Regions from separate parts of the Mus musculus genome. Here region 1 is linked to region 2. Evidence: chromatin contacts called from public HiChIP or PLAC-seq data. All regions are on one chromosome and are shown on one strand. Each heading gives the region's core, a stretch centred on a gene start, on an enhancer-like site or on the middle of the called end of the contact. The rest is flanking DNA. Distances are from core to core; before and after follow the strand shown. Region 1 overlaps Npas2 (neuronal PAS domain protein 2). Region 2 overlaps Chst10 (carbohydrate sulfotransferase 10).

What was found. HiChIP or PLAC-seq counts read pairs in DNA pulled down with a chosen protein or histone mark.
Region 1: an H3K27ac HiChIP or PLAC-seq map of double positive thymocytes shows a contact between it and region 2, with 2.1 times the contacts expected there. The contact joins two enhancer-like sites. A contact is called at or near these places in 1 of 484 Hi-C or Micro-C datasets (nephron progenitors) and 1 of 115 datasets of contacts at active chromatin or transcription factors (double positive thymocytes).

The regions. Positions count from the first base shown.
Region 1 is chr1:39,256,424-39,263,166 of GRCm38.p6, forward strand. The region is part of intron 1 of Npas2 (neuronal PAS domain protein 2); the gene reads left to right. Among named protein-coding and RNA genes, the nearest start is that of Npas2, 66 kb to the left of the region's middle. Within about 2 kb of position 4,363, at least 17 of the 459 cell types and tissues checked have an H3K27ac peak or open chromatin away from gene starts, as enhancers often do. A contact at or near this core is called in double positive thymocytes, where this site is marked.
Region 2 is chr1:38,867,048-38,874,404 of GRCm38.p6, forward strand. It overlaps Chst10 (carbohydrate sulfotransferase 10), which reads right to left. Exons shown (of 7, transcript NM_145142.2): 4 at 6,902-6,993; 5 at 4,554-4,788; 6 at 934-1,039. Among named protein-coding and RNA genes, the nearest start is that of Gm51581, 26 kb to the right of the region's middle. Within about 2 kb of position 3,419, at least 7 of the 459 cell types and tissues checked have an H3K27ac peak or open chromatin away from gene starts, as enhancers often do. A contact at or near this core is called in double positive thymocytes, where this site is marked.

The DNA.
Region 1 (6,743 bases), core at 3,113-5,612, 390 kb after region 2:
TTAATCCCCGACACCATACCCCAGTGTCCAAACTAGTTTGATTTCTGTGCCCGAGAACATCTTGTTTCTCTTTTGCTCCCTTCGAAGCCTTAAGCCCATTTAGGATGACGTTTTCCAGACTCAGCGGGATCTCCTGGAACACAGCTACCTGGAGAGAGAAACAGGGCCCCACACCACACAGAGACCCTTTGGGTTTGTCTTTGGCAGTGGCTCCCAACAAAGACTGTGTGTGACTCAGCCACAAGAGTGACTCATAAGCCTCCTGCCCCTCTTACTGATTTCACTAGGCATCCATTGTCCACACCCTGGCCACATACTGTCACTCAGGACGGACCACAGTGTGGCTTGAACTCTCGTAAAAGGGGCCGCCCAGAGGGAATCTTCAGGGATGGAGAAGTAGATGACAAAGATTACAGGAACCTTGTGGACTGTTACAATGGTCCTTCCGCCCAGATACTGCAGCCATTTGTAGGTTGGAAAGGCTTGTCTGACCAAAGGTATCATTGTAAGTTGATTTAATAACACATTTTCTAACTTTCTCCATTCATTCCTTCATGAACTATGTCATCATTTCCCTGAACAATGAATCACCATGCCCTTGGAAGAAGGCAACTAACTATAAAAGAAAAATCAGAGTCACAAAAGGCAGATGAAGCCCCAGCCTTGGCCTTGTAGATGCTTGTGGCAGAGTTTCTGGTAGTCGGGGGAGCTCTGTGGGGGTCTGGTCATGGGCTCACCCTGGGCTCTCTGTGAAACCATGGGAAAAGCTCTTGAGATGTGGCTTCTTGTGGCCAGCGCTGGATTCAACCAGAGTTGCCATCAAATCTGTCAGACTGGCTCTTCCCCAATTGGGGAATGTGCCAGAACTTGAGAATTCCATAATTGAAGGGAAGCTAGGGATTGTGGAGGCAGCTGCTGCCTCTCTGGTTTTTTATTGCCTGTTTGTCGAGGAAGAATCACAAGGTAGAAGTCACTTCCTACTTTCCCCCAAATGATGAGGGGGAACATCTCCAGTTCATTAGCACCTGTCCTTCAAAGCCTTTTTATAACAGAAAAAATAATGAGAAAAAATGCTGTCCATCTCCGGACCTGAGGCCCCTCATCAGGGCCTCCTGGCAGGACAGAAGGTACATTCACTGTTCACGAGAGATAAACCCAGCCAGTGGGGAGATGTGTGTGCTTACTGTCCCCTGTTTTGATTTCAACTTGTTCTTGTTTTCCGAGTTTTGATTTTCTTCCTTTGAACAAACTAAACTCACCATGTTTTGTTGGTTTAGTAGAGAGGAGAATTGGGATTTTCCAGCTAACTTGGGACCTGTAATTCAAACCACCTCCCAGCCAATTTGAAAACATCACGGTTTTATTTTGTGAAAACATCGGCCTTGCAGCACAATAGGCTTAAGGAGGTCATTTCACGGAACACTCATGATGACACAGAGCGATGCACTGGGCCTATAAAGATGCTACAGAAAGTTCAAAATGGCTCTAGAGATAATTTACCACCGGCACACACTGCTTGGCCCTCAGCCTACTTTAATAAATAAAGTTTTATTGGAACACAGCCGTGTACCTAATGTATATGTGGTCAATGCCTGGTTGAACACGGCAGTTAGTGTTAAGCAGTCACACAAAGACTATAGAGTTTGCTCCAAAACTATTTACCAGCTACCAAAACCAGCTTTAATTAAAAAAAAAAATACTGTTCCCATGGCTTCGTTTTAAAGGATTTATAAGGATTTCTTTTGTTTTAATAAATAAGATCACAGGCCCGTGACTTGGACAGGATTACAGGCTGATAAGAAAAATCCTTGATCACAAAGGTTGGAGGAATCCTTCTTCTTCTGGGTCACGAGGGAATAAGATGTGTTTTGACTATAAATAAAGTTCATACATTGTTTGTGAGGTTCTCAGGGAATTGCAGGTGTTATAGCTGAGAGGCACAGGTTAAGCCCAGAGGTCATATGTATCTTGGCCATAACATGGCTTATTGTTTTTTAATTTCTTTACTTGAGCATATTCTAATAGAAGAATTGACACTGTCTTTGTGTTGGGCAGTCTTTACAGAAAAATCTTTTCACTACTCTCCAACTCTTAGCCCTCAGAAGGTGGGAGACTTCATCTGCATTACCAGGATCCCGACCATCTCCACTCGGCTGCAGATTCTTGTAATCTCTGTTGTAATGAGTTGACTGGGACAAACGGAGTAGATATTGCACAAAGAGGGTCTATTAAAGAGTGCAGAAATGCTCTCAGGGTGAGAGAGTGGCCAGTGAGGAAAAGTCTCTAACAGAGGAGTACAGATGATAGCCAGAGACCACTGTATTGGCCTAACTTTAGGCAGAGTTTATGCTTATCCTTAAGAATCTCAACAATTATAGGAGCCATCAGTAGCACGCAGCCCACACAATCAGCTGAGCAAGGCTCGTAGGGGGCTCACAGAGACTGAACCGACAGTCGGGGAGCCTGTATGGGTCTGAGCCAGATCCTCTGCAAGTATGTGATGGCTGTGTACCTCGGTGTTCTTGTGGGACTTCTAAAGTGGGGGCTGGGAGGTGTCTCTCACTCTTTGCCTGCTCTTGGGACCCTTTTCATCCCACTGGATTGCCTCATCTGGTCTTGATACGAGGGTTTGTGCCTGCTCTTATTGTAGTTTATTGTATCATGTTCAGACGATATCCTTGGGAGGACTGCTCTTTTCTGAAGGAAAATGAAGGAGGGGTGGATATCGGAGAGAGGGTAGGTAGGGAGGGGCTGGGAGGAGGGAAGGGAAGGGAGCCCATAGTCAGGATGTAATGTGTGAGAGAAGAATGAAGACATAAATAAATAACAAAAACAAAACAAACACAAACTCAGCCGTCCTCCTGATCTTGGGCACCAAGAAACTCATGCCTGCTCCTGGTCTGTCACCAATAAAAAGAACTTAAAACAAAACAAACAAACAAGCAAAAGAATCCAGAACAAGAAAGCTTTCCTGGGAATTTGATTTGGATTAACTCTAAAGGGAGGGTATACTGATATCTGTTCTTTACCATAAAGCCACAGGCTAATTAATAATCTAATGACTTTCTGAGCAGTCCGGACTCTCATGAGCTCACCCAGGGCCTGAGGTACTTTGAGGCACCATTCTTTTGATCACCAATCAGAGCCCGGTGCCTTGGTCCCTGGTTATATCTAACTAGCTACCTAACTAGCTACCTAATTCAAGGACTCTACATCTCTTTAATTTTCCTAGTGTCTTACCTCATTTCCACATACATTGCATTTGGTCTCATCTGGAGACCCAGCTGTCAGCTGCTAGCCCCAGGCAGACCCTGTCACCTGTCTGCCTCACTGTGTGCTCCAAAGGCAAATGTGTGTAGCACCAGAAAACTGTCACCCTCTCTCCTTTTCCAGTCCCCAATGACTCAGAGCCAAAGTTCTAATCCACTGGGTAATAAATAAGTGACTGAACGAAAGAATGTTCCAGAGTCCTCAGGGCAGAAGTTTCACCTGGGTCATATAAATGTTATTTGGAGCCTTGCTGTGTAAAACATGTATTCTGTCATTTCCTCCTCTGTTTATTGCATTCCCACGAGTTCCATTTCATCTTTCACTTCTTCCCAGCCTTGAAACATCCTATGATGCGTCCCTGGGTCCCTGCTATCATTAACAGAAGCTCCCTTCCATGTGTATACACACACACACCATTAATAGGTGACGATGATAATCCTTCTCCCAAGGACCCCCTCACCCATGGCACCACCTCCCACTGCTAACCCTCTAAGATCATTGCTGATACTGGGAGTAATAGTGACTGGAGTTTTAATGGTTTGTTTGTGCCAGGGACTATGCTGGGATTTCTTGTGGATTTGCTAATCTCACCTACTAAGCACAGAAAGGGAGGCCCTGCTGCTGTCTCCACTTCGCAGATGGGAAAGTAGGGCTGGAGCTTCTTCACACGAGCTGTGTGTGAGATCACATTAGCAGAGGCAGAGCCAGGGTTCCAGCTGGACGGCTGACTGCCTTTCCCTGAGATGTAGGACAGAACCCGCCCCTTGCTGCTGCTCCGACATTTACTATTTTAGTTCCCACATATGACTGGTCTCATATGCTCTTCTTTCTGAGTCTGGTTTATGCCACTTAAGATAATGTCCTTCCCAGACTTAAGGAGGGCAAATGGCTGATTGGGAGGTATTGGGAAGAATGTTGAATGTCACTGATCATTAGAGAAACATGGTCTGAAAGTATGAGATAGCCCCTTAGCCCTTCAATCCAGGTAAGATCGTGGTCAAAAACCAGAAGATGGCAAGTGTGGAAGCAGATGTTGGGGAAAGAAGGCTTTGTGCTAACACAGGAAGCAGTGTGGCTCTTCCTCAAAAAATTAGAACAGGAAGTACCCAGGCATCTAGCCAGCCCACCACTGAGCATACATTCAGGGGTGTTGATGCCAGTGTGTTGACGTTAAAAGTAAGTTCATTAGGCTTACTGAGTAATGGCTCTTGTTACCAAATCCGACAACCTATATTCTATCCCAAGACTCACATAGTTGAAGGAAAGAACCAACTCCTGAAATTTGTGCTCTGACTTCCACATGTGCACTGTGGTGCATACACACACACACACACACACACACACACACACACACACACACACGGTGAAGGGACCAGAGAGTGGGACTAAATAAAGCAATTAAAGACAAGTTAATAAGGACTGTAGCCTTATTATTAATGCACTCATCCACAGGATGAGTCATAGTGACAGCACAATGCTAGAGGAGGCCACTTGACCTCTGTATCTTCCTCTCCAAGTACCCATGAGTGAATGTGTGCAGTTGACATGAGCATGGCCATTAGTTTTCAGCGTTAGTTTTGAGGAGGATTGGAGTTCTGCTGATGGATGGTGGAGGTGGTTGCACTACAATTCACTCACAAATACTCACAATGCCATGATTCACTACGTGTACTTCACTGCAGTTTTTATAGTAAGAAAGTAATATGTAGGAGAGGCATGGGAAGTGACAGAGATGACAAAGCCTTGGGAATAGGAGGCCCACTGGGATCCCTGGGCAGATGTTGCATTTTTAAGGGGAGTAGTTTGACTAGCAGGTTTCACCAACCAGAGAACTGCTAGCAAGGACTTGGGAGAGAGAAGTGAGAGAAGAAATGAGCGCAAGTCACTGGAGCTCTGTGAATTCAAAGGACTATAAGCTCAGAAAAAGAACAGCTGTTAGTCACCATTGGATGCCTAGTTTGTGGTGTATCATGCAGTTAGGATCTAGTACCCTAAGTGTCTCATCCCTCCCATAGATACAGGAGTTCTGTAGATACAGTTAGTGGACCTACAATCCTACCCTGGACACTCCCCACTGCCATTGCCCTTGGCAGGACAGAACCCGGGTAGGACATCACTGAATGAATTTCCCCCAGTATCTTTCACCATCAAGTGTTGAGGAGATTCTATCTGGAGAGTGTCTAATGCACACACATGCAGGCGTGAAGCCTGTGTTAATGTGATACAAACATCAGATGATAAATGGAGTCCCCATGGATCTACCCCTAAATCCGCCCAAAAGGGCCATGGGGATAAGCCCATTGCTACAGAGTTTCTTTCCTTTGCTCTGGGTCAGGTATGTACTGGTACATGTCGGCAAGCAAGATCACGAGATGAAAGCCACCTCAGTAAAAATTTTATGTAAAACTTCAAAGACGCAGAGTAGTTGCTGGTACATCTGCCAAGTATGGAGTTTAAAAGTCTGGTGAGGAACACAAGATGAGGGTGAGGCTGGGGTGAGTTAGGTCCTGGGGACTTGGGAAATACATGAACATTCCTGGACTATTGAGTAATCTTCTTCATCCATGAGCTTTAAGGAAGGACTATGGATCACACTTCTGTGGGGCTGAGTCCTCCTGGTCACATATAGAGAGAGGGTTTGTATCTTGGGATGAACCAAGCCAAGTGCAGCATCCCTAGGACATCATGAGCATCCAGCAAGAGCAGCTTGCTAGTATCCAGTTTGAGATGGAGACACAGTTTCATTGGGAAGGGACCCTGGGACAATTCTCAACATGTGACCAGGAAACACCTAGATCTAGTTTTGAAAAATAATGATTGTTTGCTTTATTAAAAAAATTTTTTTAAAAAGACTCATTCTCCAAGACTACAATGGATTTTTCAAGAAGCTACTTCAACATCACTCTGATAATACCTTTCAACTCACAGGCATCTGTCAATGTGGTCTAAAACAAAAGTCGTAAAAATACTTGAAACATTATGAGGCGTGTGTGTGTTATGTAGGTGCACATGTGTGGGTGGGTGTATGTGCCTATTAGGCACATCTGGAGGACAGAGGTTGATACAGCTTTCCTCTATTGTTATCCCCCTTCCTGCCACCATAAGTTCCTTCAGTGAACCTGGAGCTCGGTGTCTCAGCTAGACTGGCTATCCAATGAGTCCCTATCCACTTCCCTGTGCTCCCCAGTGTTGGGTTTAGAGACACACTACCATATTCTTGAATGCTAGATCCCAAACTCAGATCCTCACACTTGCATAATAAACACTTGAGCCATCTCCCCAGCACGATCCTAAGAATTTATTGCAGTTTCATTTGGTTGTGTGGTCCCAAAGCGTGTTGTTCCAACAGTGTGCTGCCCTGTTAGGTTAGACATGCCTGTACCTGATCCCTAATGGCATGGATGCTTGAATCCAAACAAGTCTGCTTAAACTCACATGGACAAGAACTTTGGAATCCTCAGTGCATTTTGGGC
Region 2 (7,357 bases), core at 2,169-4,668:
ATATATATATATATATATATATATAATGGAGAAATGATCCTATTTAGTAAGGAATCCATAAGAACTTAACAAAACTGAAACACAAAGTGCTACCCACTTCTGGCAATAATCGGATGCACACTTTAATGGCCTTTGTGACGAGTTGGGAAAGGGATTCTGAAGTTCTCAGGAGGCTGAGATATGCAGTGAACAGGACACTAAGAACACTGTTGGCTGCTGCATGCCAACACAAAACAGTGGGCCCCATGGTCCCCACGGCCCTGTGCATCACACAGCAAGCACAAACTGAGCCTGGAGCCCTGTGGACCACACAGCAAGTGCAGACTGAGCCTGGAGACCTGTGGATCACACAGCAAGGACAGACTGATCCTGGAGCCCTGTGGATCACACAGCAAGGACAGACTGAGCCTGGGGCCCTGTGGATCACACAGCAAGTGCAGACTGAGCCTGGGGCCCTGTGCATCACACAGCAAGCACAAACTGAGCCTGGAGCCCTGTGGATCACATAGCAAGGAAAGACTGAGCCTGGAGCCCTGTGGACCACACAGCAAGTGCAGACTGAGCCTGGAGCCCTGTGGACCACACAGCAAGTGCAGACTGAACCTGGGGCCCTGTGAATCACACAGCAAGTACAGACTGAGCCTGGAGCCCTGTGAATCACACAGCAAGTACAGACTGAGCCTGGAGCCCTGTGGACCACACAGCAAGTACAGACTGAGCCTGGAGCCCTGTGGACCACACAGCAAGTGCAGACTGAACCTGGGGCCCTGTGGATCACACAGCAAGTGCAGACTGAGCCTGGAGCCCTGTGGACCACACAGTAAGTACAGACTGAATCTGGAGCCCTGTGGACCACACAGCAAGTATGGACTGAGCCTGGGGTTTTGCTGAAAAATCACCCTTCCCCTTCCCCTCTGAAGAAGTTGCCCTTACCGCTTCTGAATTCCTATTTTGCTGAAGGAAGAGAGGCGTGGAAGGCCATTTTTCTCATGGTCATGGACTACATTTTCAGGAATCTCTTCAATGGAAGAAAATGCTCCTGGGGGGAACAAGAGGAAAGGGTGCATGGGTTACTTCAGTCTGACCCTTACAGGTGCCATCAGTGTCATCCCAGGCCCCACAAGCTCCATAGCACACAGGAGAAGCCCACAACCAATGTCCATGTGTACACTCCTGAACTCCAGCTGTCCTGCTGGAGGCAGTAACATAATGGAGAGCCGTTCTTCTATCCAGCAGCTGACTGAAGGAAAGAAGTTTCTGTTGGGAAAGGGAAGGAAACAAAAAGAATATTGACCCCCACGGCCCTGTTGATGTACCTAGGAGGCTAAATCTTCCTAAAGCTGGTATTGCTCTTTCTATCTGATCTCTGAGATGGCAGGAGATGCTGGAGGGACATGGCATGGAGCACGTACGTATCCAGCTATGCCCCTCATCTCCATGGCAGACTGTGCTCTTACAGCACAGGACTTCCAGAGCATCAGTGTCTCACAAACCTCATGGCAACCCACACGGCAAATGACAAAGGTTCTGCAGTTCTGATGCTAAGGTCCTGCTCCCCAGTTGGTTCTTGGTCTGTCAGTAAAGAAGCCATGGGCCAATTGCTGGACGGGAGGGATAGGTGGGACTTCTGGAGGCAAGGGGAGAGAGAGAGAGGGAGAGAGAGAGAGAGAGAGAGAGAGAGAGAGAGAGAGAGAGAGAGAGAGAGACCACAAGGAGAGGAGAGGCAGTGTGCCATGCTTTTGAGGGAGATCTCCGGTGGAGTGGCCATACAGGCAGGGGCCGGGGATGTTTAGCTGAGACTTGATGTAACTGAGCAACTAAAGTTTAGGGCAGGTAGAGAGGTGTGGAGATAAGAATATTGATAAAGGGCACACTTCTCCAGGTGGGAGAAAAGTAGCGTCCAGTAATTGTGTCAAAAGGCCAGTTGAAACAGAACAACTGCCTGTGTGTCTTTAATCCATGGATTCAAGGGAAGCGGGTAGGGGCTGGTAGCACAATCCAGCAAAGGCTACATGCAACACTTGATGGAAACACCTAGCTGGCACCAGAAGCAGGGAGGACATGGCTGAGAAGTGGGGCCAGGTTTCTGTAGAGGATAGGGGAGGCGGAGACTTTTCTTTTCTCAATGGAGACAAAGGGTGATAGGAGCCTGAAGGGTTTCCTTAGCTTCTGTGAGCTATAGCATCTGGCCTTATCCTGACCCAGTGCTGTCCCCATAAGGAAAAAGCTCTCTCGAGCCACCCATACGAGAGGCACAGCCTCCCCTCATTCATTCGTCTTCTTCCAACCACTTATGCCCTGTTCCAGAGCCCTATGTAGTTGGCACATTTGACCATGATGAGGGGTGTCAGACCCTGAGGAGACTCAATTCCCCCAAATTCTGGCGGTTGGAAAAATAAAAGCCAGCGCTCCTTGAGAACTTGTAAAGCCGGTTCCCCATTCCGAAAGGAGCCATTGCTCTCTTCACTGGCCAAGGGAACAAATAGTTATTTGTGATGCGCTTCAGGAAGATCTCTTAGCATAGCAAAGCACAAGATGCCCCCGGGGCTCCCACAGTGTCACAAGAACCTGTTGTATATCTCAGGGTCTAATGCTAGGATCCTGGCTCTTCTTGCCTCCTCCTGACCTAAAGTGCTCCCAGCTCAGTCTCTGCTCCTCTACCCCTCCCCCACAGCTCCTCATGCTCCTTATAATCCTGTCATTTCTTCAACATGCTCTCGCTTTGTCTTCTCTTTGCCCCCCCCCCCCACCCGGCCTCTTCCACCACTACCTCTCTCTTCCCCTGCCTCTTCCACAGCCAGGTCCAGTCTGCTGGCTTTCTCTCTCTGCTCTGGATCCTCCCAGATGCCTGTGGCTGTTCTCTCTCACATCCATCATAAAACCTCCCCCTTAACCTTCCCGAGGAGCAGACATGCCGTCAGTTTACACAAGGAGAGAATGGAAGAGCCGGTGGTTTGGACTTGTGCCTGGGTCCACTCCACTCACCGTCCAAGCATACTGGGAGGTCAGCTGAGGATGGCCACGAAGACCTCCCTGCTTTACATGGCCTGGCCAGCCCATGCCTACACATTTAGCTTTAGGTTTTTTTCTTCTCTGTTTTAGGAAGTAGCATTGCATGACTTCACATGGTTATACAAACCAACAAGCTGACTTTTCCTACTAGACAACGCAGTGAGATGGATGATAAAGGCTTTCTTAAAATAAGTTTAATTTTTCTTCTCACTGACCATGTTGTGGGTGTCAATGTCAAGGGGGCAGGAGGGAGTTCTTTGTTTTCAATTTAAAAAAAAATTATAACTGAAAATGTACTGTAACTGATTAAAACAGGTGATTCTGACATACACAGGAAGTTTGCGCTGTGCTTGTGAGTCCCAGAACTGTCAGGGAAGCTACACCAGCAGGTTGTGTTGACACACATATTTCATGTAGCCTTCTTCTATTTCCTCCCACCCTTGTGAGTGAGTTATGATGCTTCCCACTGCCATGGCCCCTATGTGAGCCTCTCTGTGTATTCTTTGTTTCCAATTTACCTTATACTCTTGATCTCCCATTCAGAAATCCAACATGCTGGCATATTATTCCTGGGACACATTAACTTCATACCGTGGATGTATCCAGGAGGCAAGGCCTTATCCTTTTTGCCCTGAGACTGACCTTTACAAAGTGCAAAAGGCAGCTGGCACTGGCCAGTAATGCCAGGAGTGGGTGTGGGAGCTGTGGGCACAATGCTGAACCCCAGGAACCTGTCCCACGGTACCCAGGGTGTGACTTCTGCTTGCTGGAACTCAGTCAGTTGGAGCTAAGTTTTAACAGACACCCTATGATAATTTTAGGCCAGTTTAGACTAATTGGAATTGAAACAAACCTGGTGTCTAAGCAGAGCAGTGGGTAATCAGAACTACAGTGTATGAACTCATGTTTCCACAATTTAATTCATTTCCCCAGTAAACATCAGATTTGTCCGAAACAAGCTAACTGAATGCTTTATGTCTAAGGCAGAACACAAGGTGTAGTTTCTCTCTTTCCAGCCAGCAGAGAAAGTCTCGGTCTACAAGTGAAGCTGCCCGAGGTCCAGGAGGCAAGAGTCTCCTCCTAGGCTCTGGCTATGGGTTCTTTGAAATTAGGGTATTTCAGGAATATGGGAGCCTGGCAGTACCCAAGACAGACTTAGCATGTACCATGGAAAAGAGGAAAGACTGATGGGAGTGGACAAGCTGAATGAGGATGGCCAGCCATGTCTGTGAAAACCCAGGAAATCCTGCCCTTGGTTCTGACCGAAACATCTTAGTTAGAGCCACCAATGGGACCACAGCTCAATGGTAGATAGCCTGCCTCGCAAGCATACGGCCCTGGGTTTTGTGCCCAGCACTGTAAAGACAGAACCAATAAGTTAACCCCTCCAATTTTTACAGCCTAACTGGAGTGTGGAAAACAACACAGAGAACCTTCAGAAAGGTTGTGGGTCTTTTCAGAAGAAGCCACCCCATCCTTCAGTGCCAGCCTCAACCCCTCTCCCATCACAGAGGTCCCCCCGCCCCCCACGCCACACATACCATTTAGGACGATCAGCACTTTCTTCCACTGGGTGTTGCCCACCTTGGGAGTCTGACAGAAAAGAATCTTGTGCTTGTCACAGACAAATATTCGATCCAGGACGAACTTCGAGACCTCGGTGTGTGAGAGGTTCCGCAGAGCCTCCTCCTTGCAGGTGTTTCTAATGAGCTCCAGCCGCTCCAGATAAACCGGGGGCTGATCAGGACGGCTGTCCGAAAGCATCTTCCCAGTTGGCTGTAAATGAGAGGGATGGAGGAGGCAGAGGGATTGTGGTTATAAAGCAGCAGGAGACCCTGAAGCCCCCTTCTCTTGACTTCTTCCCATCTCTACAGTGACAAACACCATCTCCTGCCACTTCGTATGCCTCTTCCACACCCTCCCTGCACAGCCCTGCTGAGTTTAAAAGACAGGCAGGGACAGGCGCCCAGGAGAACAGATGTCCACCCGATTCCTGTGGTTATTCTAGAAGACTGATCCGATCAACTGAAAGGATGGGTACACTGGGGTTCTGAGTGAAGAGGCCACATACGGAACTACTTCACAATGAAGAGAACATCCCTGAAATGAGCAGTCCTGGACCCAAGCCCTCCTCCATCTTCCATGACTCTGAAGGCCAGCAGGACCATTCGCTCCATAGCTGCTGAGTCTTGACTGGGTGAGTGGCAGCAAGGTCCAATGGGGACACTCAAGAAAGCCTTAGCTGGGTCAAATGTGAGGCATGGAGAGCGTGTGCATGTGTGTGTGTGCACATGAGCACAGTCATGGTATGTGTGGGGAAGCAGGGGGGCTGAAGAGGAAGAGCTGAGGGGAATGGATGGGTAAGAGGAGCTCTGCCAGTAACCGTATAGATTACTGTTCAGAAACCCTTACTGACCGTGATGTGTGCTCTCTCTCTCTCTCTCTCTTTCTCTCTCTCTCTCTCTCTGTGTGTGTATGTGTTATCTAAGAGGCATTTTGAATTTGTAAGGGACCACTACAGGGTAAGATCTATTTTCCCTGATGTGGCCTCTTTTCAGTGGGGACCCTCACCTGGAACTGCTTTGCGAATAGCTCACCTGCCCTTGTGGTATTCTCTATTCATGTACTTAAATATTTTCCATGAAGGCTCTGCCCCCTTGAGTTGTCACAACAGAGTTTTGCAGACCTGGCCTTTCCTACGTGAATGTCTTGCTAAGAAACCATGATGGTGCCTGTACCTCTGACTGGGATGCTTCTGTTCTGACTGGGTTCTAATTTGCCATTTTCATTCGGTGAACCAGGCGGCACCTGCCCTTTGCCCCAGTCTAGTCCAGAACTGGCAAACATCACTAGCGGTGGATACTTCATCCTTTCCAGCCAAATTGTGATGAGCTGCACTTTCCGGACTCAGCATGAGGACTGGCAAGGAGAAGGACCTTCGTAAGCTTACCCCTCTCCCTGGACAGAGAACAAGGAGAGTTATGTGTAATGGCCCTGCAGCAGCATCGAGGACTCCATGGAAGCAGAGAGTCGAGCTGGCCCTGCTATCTGCTGTGCAGATCATCTGGGGGCCTCTCCCTTGCCCTGGATTCAGCTTTCTCCTCCGTAGAGTCTGGAGTCTGGTCCCATGTTCTCTCTGATCCCAGAATTCCACACGGTCAGAAATCTTTCCACATTCCCAGTTTCTTCCTGACCCTATTCAATACTCTCCATCCCCCAGTGAAGTCATGACTTCGTCTGTCAGGAAGGGATTCTGCACAACCGACGCCTACAGAGAACCCACGGTGAGGGATGTAGCATAGCCACCTCACCAAACCCAAGCTAAAACAATGAACAGAAACAGAAAACAAAGGAACTCCAACTTGAATAACCCTTGCTGTCCCTTATCCAAAATACTTGGGGGCAGAAACGCAGGGAATTTAGAACAGGTTTTGGACTTTGGAATATTTCCATCTGCAAAATGAGATATTTTAGGGGCTCAAGTTCAAACCTGAAATTCATTTGTGTTTAATATACACACTGTGGTAATTGTATACAATTTTGGGGGATTACTGGGAATTGAACCCTGGACCTTGTCCACGTTAGGCAGTAGCATTGAGTGATAGCCCTAGCCACATAGAATATTTTAAAGTTTGATGCACACGACAAAGCTTTGCAGTGTAGGAATGTCCACTGTGGCACCATGTTGGTGTTCAATTTCCGGATGTGCACTATCATATATCAGGTGTTCAGATTTGGGATTCTCAGCCTGTCCCATAAACGAAGCTGCGATGACATAGGTGGGAACCTGCAAGAGCCACTGGGAGCAGCCACTCCCACATGACGGCCCCTGTGCAGTGTTCCTGAAGGAAAGCAGTATCCCTGTCAGAGGGACAAACCTTGTGCTCACCTTCGGGACTTCAGGAAAATGCTTCTCTCCTCTTAGCTTCTCTGCTTCCGGCATGGTCGTCAGGAACACAAACTCCTGTTTGGCACTATACCCTGGAGAACAGATTAACATACATTCTCACAGAGGGCAGGGCACAGAAATCAGTGGGACAGAATGCCACCACAGGAGACGCTGCACCCTCCCAGCCACGCCCCACTGGCTTCTGGCAAAGGCAACCCAACTTGAAGGTCACTCTGTGTGAGAACCTGGGCTTTGCAAAGGCCTATCTGAAGAGGAGGAAAAGATATGCTGCAGACCTGGAGAGAGCATTTACAAGCCTCATACTCACAGAGAACTTGTATCTAAAAGACACAAAGAAGTTAACAGATGAGACACTTAAAAACTAAACAAGGTGATGTGCACAGGAGTGAGACATGGGGAGACAGCTTCCTGAAGATGATCACCATCACTGGCCAC